Regions from separate parts of the Mus musculus genome. Here region 1 is linked to region 2. The links are chromatin contacts, called in public HiChIP or PLAC-seq maps. All regions are on one chromosome and are shown on one strand. The core of a region is the stretch at or near the end of the contact, and the rest is flanking DNA. Distances in the headings are between cores, read along the strand shown.

What was found. HiChIP or PLAC-seq counts read pairs in DNA pulled down with a chosen protein or histone mark.
Region 1: a CTCF HiChIP or PLAC-seq map of CD8 T cells shows a contact between it and region 2, with 8 read pairs. The contact joins the enhancer-like site here to the promoter of Endou in region 2. A contact is called at or near these places in 22 of 39 promoter capture datasets (3T3-L1-derived adipocytes, the C10 cell line, the HPC-7 cell line and 16 more), 4 of 15 datasets of contacts at CTCF or cohesin (CD8 T cells, the NIH/3T3 cell line, large pre-B cells and 1 more), 66 of 484 Hi-C or Micro-C datasets (the AML12 cell line, CD4 T cells, CD8 T cells and 36 more), 28 of 115 datasets of contacts at active chromatin or transcription factors (CD8 T cells, the SCID.adh cell line, T-cell acute lymphoblastic leukemia and 22 more) and 4 of 9 other capture datasets (adipose tissue, liver, macrophages and 1 more).

The regions. Positions count from the first base shown.
Region 1 is chr15:97,848,850-97,852,274 of GRCm38.p6, forward strand. The region is part of intron 1 of Gm33690 (a long non-coding RNA gene); the gene reads left to right. Among named protein-coding and RNA genes, the nearest start is that of Gm33690, 3.1 kb to the left of the region's middle. Within about 2 kb of position 1,527, at least 27 of the 459 cell types and tissues checked have an H3K27ac peak or open chromatin away from gene starts, as enhancers often do. A contact at or near this core is called in CD8 T cells, the G1E-ER4 cell line, the MNK3 cell line and 5 more, where this site is marked.
Region 2 is chr15:97,730,019-97,733,257 of GRCm38.p6, forward strand. It overlaps Endou (endonuclease, polyU-specific), which reads right to left and starts at 1,387. Exons shown (of 10, transcript NM_001168693.1): 1 at 1,197-1,387. The coding sequence starts at 1,251.

The DNA of each region.
Region 1 (3,425 bases), core at 277-2,776, 120 kb after region 2:
GACTACTTGGGATGTCACACCAGGCTGAGTGCAGAAGCTGATAAAGAGTTTAACTGGCTTCTGTTATGTCCAACATTAAAGCGCTTTGGAAAACAGTATTCTTTGTCATTAAACTAGTGTTGCTCCAAAGAATGGTCCTTTTAATAACAATCGTTTAAATTAATGTCAGATAGATTCATTTTGTTATATTTAGAAAGGTAATAGTATTTACTTTAAATCCCTGTATTGATTTCTAATATCATAAATATTGCCATTTTTTCTTTTTTTTTTCTTTTTTTTTTTAGACAGTGTCTCATGTAACTCAGGCTGACCTCAGACTCTCAATGTAGCTTAGGCTGGCCTTGAACTCTTGATCCTTCTGCTTCCATCTCCTGCGTGCTGGGACTACAGCTGTCTACCATCACACCTAGCAGCTAGATATAATTTACAAAAGCAAAAGTTCTCAGGGTTCCTTCTCTTTGTGAGGCGAGAGAGTCCTCTGGCTGAGCATCTGAGAACTGCTGGGCCGCAGGCTCCAACACGCACAAGTAGAGAACTGGAACCTGTTGGATACAGCATTGGCCTGATCACTTTTAACATCTGGTGCAGGAACACAAGGACCCTGGAGAGATGAGGTGGGATTTACACTGCATGCTGGGATACGTGAGCGGGGAAAACGTGGCACAACCAAAGCCATCAGATCAGATCGGATTCTTTAAACTTGTGCAGCGTCTTCTTTCTCTGAGCGCGTACTACCGTCAACCTCCGGGGTGGGTGTGACCCACGCGCCATGACGTCAGGAGGTGGGGAGCGGTTGCTGCTGTCTGTTCTTTTCCGTCATTTATTGTTTTGTGGGGATGAAGTTGGAGAAGAAAGGACTGAGATGGAAGAAGCTGGTGACAGCAGTAACCATAGTCCTCTGTGTCTCAATTTGGATTCCACTCCCAGCTGCCCACAGTCTGGTTTGGTTGGGTCCAATTTGGCTTATTAAGTGGCTCACACGCCCTCTGGTGGCCAGATGTTTGAATGACACTTTCTTTAGCTGCTGATATTTAGGGAACAGAAGCCCCTAGCAAGAGGCAGAGATCTGAAGAAGAGGCCTAAGACATCATTTGGGGACAATCAAGCCTCCAAGAATCAGTGATCAGAGCATGGGAACAATGCCATCTATCTTAGGGCATATTTATTTGGTCACCCTGCAGCTCAGCAATGATGCTGGCAGGCCTTTATGGTCGATGGCTATGTGCCAGCTACTGTGATGAATTTCTTTTAAGATTTATTTATTTTATGTATATGAGTACACTGTAGCTGTCTTCAGACACACCAGAAGAGGGCATTGGATCCCATCACTGATGATTGTGAGTCACCATGTGGTTGCTGAGAATTGAATTCAGGACAGCAATCAGTGCTCTTAACCACTGAGCCCTTGTGATGAATTTTAACACACTTGTAGCAACAGTAACCCTTCAAGGTGGCTACTGTTACTGCTACCATTTATAGAAGAAGAAACTAAGGCTCAGAAGCATCATGTAACAACCTCAGGACTGGGTGTAGTAGTCTCCTCCTTTAACTGTTACTGTGGTTTCCACTGCTAGTGTCTCAAATGGTCTGTTTGTGAGTCTGTGCTTAGAAACTTTGGAAAGAACACACAATCAGCCTTATGGGCAGCCTGAGGCTTAGCTCACTCTCGGCACAAGTAGGTGGTAGAGGCCACAAATACAAGATCTTGACCTTAGGAGGCCCTGGTTTGAGGTGTCCAATGTTCTGGGGTAAGGGGAGGGGAACACCATCAGGTGCTTTCAGCAAAAGGACCTTGGGGGGCCGTTGCTGTAGGGTAGTAACTCCCCCTAGTGGTGGAGCTCCAGCTCAGATTTCTCTTCTGGGAGAGCCTCAAAGGACCCTGTGAAGGGGGATGTCTGCCTTCCCAGATCCACAAGGAAGCTACTGGGATAATTTTACCTTCTCCTCAAGTTTGAACAGTCCTCTGAAAAAGGTCTCTCCAGGGTAGATAAAATGTAAAGAAATATCTTTCACTCCTACCAGCCCTTGGTATATGTCAAGGACATGTCAAGGTCACCCCTAATTCTGGGGACAGCCTGTATCTAACGGCTCTTTGATGTAAAAGTGGAAAAAATCCATCTTCCTCAACTGGATATCATCCAAAGGCCAGCCCAACTCCAGGCTCTCCTTGAGAGGCATTAGGCCAATGGGATGTTTCCCAGCGCAGCTTCTCCCTCTGTCTCAAGCTACTTCTTGAGACCTCTCTCCAGTATGGAGAAGTCCTCTATGGCCCTCAAAGTACATTTTAGGGTATGCTTCTCCTGATCCCCATTCAAAACACTCCCCAGTATATGACAAGTGCAGATACAGGAGACTCGGAGCTGTTATCTGGAGTAGCGAGCCTCGCCCACAACATCTCCTCCCTCACACTACCAGGAGGATTGAGTTTGAAATTAGTCTGTGCTCAATAGTAAGTTCCAGGTCAGCCTGTGCTGTATGGTAAGACTCTGTCTCCAAAAATATAGCACTAGGGAAGACGGCTTGGGATGACCATCCCTGCCCAAAGGACATTATCCCTCATGGTAGCTCTGAGGCCACTGAGCACTGGTAACTCTGAGAGCCATGGTTTATCCAGTTAAAGAGTTGAATGCTCATTTCGTTTTTTTTTTTCCACAGTTATGAGACTCTTTTTTTTTTTCCTGAAATGTCTAGTAGAAACGCCCTTTTGTTTGTTTATTTTTTGTGGTTTTGAGACAGGGTCTCTCCACATAACCATTGCTGTCCTTTGGTTTTCTTTTCTTTTCTTTCTTTCTTCCTTCCTTCCTTCCTTCCTTCCTTCCTTTCTTTCTTTCTTTCTTTCTTTCTTTCTTTCTTTCTTTCTCTCTTTCTTTCTCTCTTCCTTTCTTTCTTCTTTTGTGAGTTTCTTGTTGTTTTTTTTTTTTAACTTTTTAGCTCTGATTCTTTGTGAACTGCACATCATACATTCTGATCGCACTCATTTCCCCATCCCTTCATATCTGCCCTCTACCCTTGCAATCTAACCCCCAAAAGAAAACAAAGACAGAACAAACAAGCAAACAACAACAAAATCTCACTGTGGAAGTTGTAGTGTGTTCCAGTGTATCACACAGTACACCCTTTTGCCCCAGACGGATTTACTTCAAATGTTCATTGCAATGAGTCAGGTCTGGCTCAAGCCCTCTGGCTTCTGCTACACTATCAATCCCGGCTCTTCACTGTAACTCCTCTTGGATATCCTGTAGTTGCCCTGTGTCATGGAGATGCTACAGCTTTGGGTCTTCAGGACTAGACCCTTCACACACTCCAGCAGTTCATAGATGGGGTAGATGGTGGGGTGAGCCAACTCAGAGACCCAGATCTGGGCCTGGGTGGAAGCTAAGTTGGGTCAGCCCACCAGCTCTCCTGCACCCACACCACCAGGGCTA
Region 2 (3,239 bases), core at 137-2,636:
CACTTTCAGCCCTAGTAGCCCAGGGCTGCCTGAACCTCTAAAACCACTACAGCCATACCCTCGGGGACCTCCTCCAAGGACCAGATGTCTCCCACGCAGTCCTATCCCAAGCTCCTTGACCATCCATCCTCCTACACTAGTTAGTCCCACACGCTCTCCTCTATTCCCTCAGTGGGCAGACCTGAGGTAAGGTCCCGAGCTTACATAGGCTTCTTTCTTCTTCTTTCCCTTCCTCCTCTTCCATTCCAGCCCTAGGCAGAGCTGAGTCCTCGAAGAGATGCCTGTAGTGTTGAGAGCCATGGGAATGGCTTTTCCCCTCCATGCCTTCCCTATTTAGGAATCCCCCTGGGGTTTCTCTGTGCGTCCCCTGATGGGGAAGATCGCAAAATTCAGCTCCTCCTAGAAATCTTTATGCTACAGACCCAACAAGTCCCAACGGGCTGAGCCCTCGACTGCTCCTCCTGCCTTGACTTATCAGATCCTGTCCAGAGTCCGAGGCAGGAACACCCTGGGAGGCTGGAATGGCAGGAACTCTGACTCTCCTGGAGCTCAGCTCCCTCCCTTGGCTCTCCTCCCTACCACCCACTAGTCGCTAATTAACACAGCAGTAGCAGCTTTTGCACAGTTACAGAACAGGACAGTGTCCCTTTCCTCTTCCAGTCCCCATCTCCTTCCATCACTACCTGCAAATGCAAGGCCCATCCCTTCTCTACCTTTCAGCTCCCCTAACCTGGGGCAACCCCACCCCCACCCCATCACACTAACCAGTCATTTGTTCTTTCCCAAGTAGGACAGGGCTCACCTCTGAGTCAGGGGCTTTGGTTTCCTCCTGAGCCCACCCATCTCCTAACTCCCACCTATCACCAGGCAGCTGAAGAGCGAGTGACCAAGGGCATCCAGGTAACCCCAACTCAGCAACCTCCTTCCCTTCCAAACCATGTAGTAGCCCCAAGAAAACAAAACCTCATCCAAGTATGGAGTCTGGTTTTTCTAGTGATGTTGGAGCTGATCCTCCAAGATCTCAGCTCTGCAATCCCTCCACATCATTAGCCAACTTCAGAGCCTGATCCTGCAACCTCAAGCAAGGGCAGGTCAAATGGTCCACTGGGTTAGGACATCATTCATCCTGTTATGCCCCAGCACTCTGTTCTTTAGGCAACCCAGCCTACGCCCGTGCCCACCAGAGAATGACTTACCAGCCCAGGCTAGACCACAGAGCATAGCCACTATAAAAGGAACACGGGCCTTCATGATGCCACCTGCAGCAGAGCGGCCGTTGGACTTCCCACCACAATCAAGATGAACGTCACAGTGCCCAGATGAGCCGTATCCCTCAGGCCGATCCTTTTAAAGACACCAGGACTTGTGGATCTGGTGTGGCTGGATCCTTCCAGGAAGGAAAGGGGGGAGGGAGGGATCACAGATGGATAGGAGGTAGAGAGGAGGAGGAGGGGGAGGGGGAGGGGCCCCACAGCTGTTTGAAGCCTAAGAGAAGGTGACTAAGCAGGCAGGTCATGCCAGATGTTTAAAACAGGTAATGCTTGCTATTTGTAGCTGGAAAATAGGCCACACTAGCAGACGCAGCAAGATGAACCTAGTTTGGCAGGTTCTCTATTCAAGTGAGGAGCACTAATGTGTTCCTCTTTGGATGATCTATTTTAAACACCCACCTACCCCCAGTCCCAGACCTGGCCTGCTGGAGACTGTAGTTCTAGATTCCCATTCGAATGGCGGTGGTCACATAGCTGGTGCGTTTCTCATTCAGTATAGAAATCCCTTCCGTGATCCCAAGTGCTTGTGGGATTTTCCCTTGGGTGTCATCATGCTTGAAGAGGTAGAGGTGCATCCTCTCTGGACTGCTCATCTCCCCTCACAGATCTCGTTCTTAACCCCTAGGACTTTATAGCCTAAGATGGACCAGCACAGAGAAAATTAGTTAAGGGATCTGGAGGGAAAGACAGCAGGACACTAAGTCAGCAGTCATCAGCTCGTTCACGCAGAGGTAACTTGGGGAGAAACTTGGATTTCCTTCTGGCTAGGTTTTACAGCAACTTGGCACAAGTTAGGGTCATCTGCGAAGAAGATGCCCCCATAGGCAAACCCGTGAGGCGTTTCCATGGTGGATGACTGACATGGGAGGTCCAGCCCACTGTGGGCGGTGCCAACCTTGGCCACGTGGTCTTGGGTTGTATAAGAAAGCAGGCTGACCAAGTCACGGGAGCAAGCCAGTGAGCAGCGTTCCTCCATGGCTTCTACTTAAGTTCCTACCTTAGGTTCCTGCCCTCAGTGATGAGTTGTGACTGGAAGATTGTAAGACAAATTAAACCTTTTCCTCTTCAAATTGTTTCGGGTCGTTTTACCACAGCAATAGAAACCTTAATTAAGACGGATGCTCACAGCATTGTATACAAGCACCCAGAAAAGGTGGAATGCACCCCCAACAGGATTTTCTATCTGCTGGTCATCTAGGAACCCCACCGCTTCCCCTCCTCGGCTCTCTTGCAGCTAGATGCTCACTTAGGCTTCTATCTTGACAAGCTTTTCCAGGGAGCCACTATGGAAACTCCAGAAAACTGGGACCAGCGTGGGGAAGGATCCAGGGAGGTGCATGGTGAAGGGTGAGGGGAAAGAATGCTAAGGGAAAGAGGCCAAGGCTGCTAGGGCTCAGGGCAGGCAGCCATCAGAAATGTTGGAAGTGGGTATCCTGTTTGGTGATAGCTATCCAGCCGCCATTTTATACTAAGTGCTATGTTGTAACGGGGTTTAGACCTTAACAATTCTCCCTGTGAGTTATATATCTATTCTCATTATTGATCTGTCTGCCTACTTACAACCTACCTATCTATTTCATCTGTGTGTCTGTGTATCTGTCTGTCTGTCTATCTGCCTGTCTGCCTGTCTCCATCTCTCTGCCTCTGTGTGTGTGTCTGCGTGTGCCTGTCTCCATCTGTGTGTGTGTGTGTGTATGTATGTATGTATGTATGTATGTATGTCTGCTTGTCTCTCTATTTGTGTGTATGTTTGTGTGTCTATGTTTATACGTATGAGTACAGGGACATGCATGCTACCGTACACATGCAGAAGTCAGAGGACAGCTTCGGGTGTTGGTTCTTGTTTAAGACACGATCTCTATAATCTCTGGTGGTCTTTGCCAGGCTCACTGGCCTGTGATCTTCCAGCCATTCTCCTGTCTGCACCACCTCCCATATTCCCAAAGGAGTTCTGGGATTTGCATATTC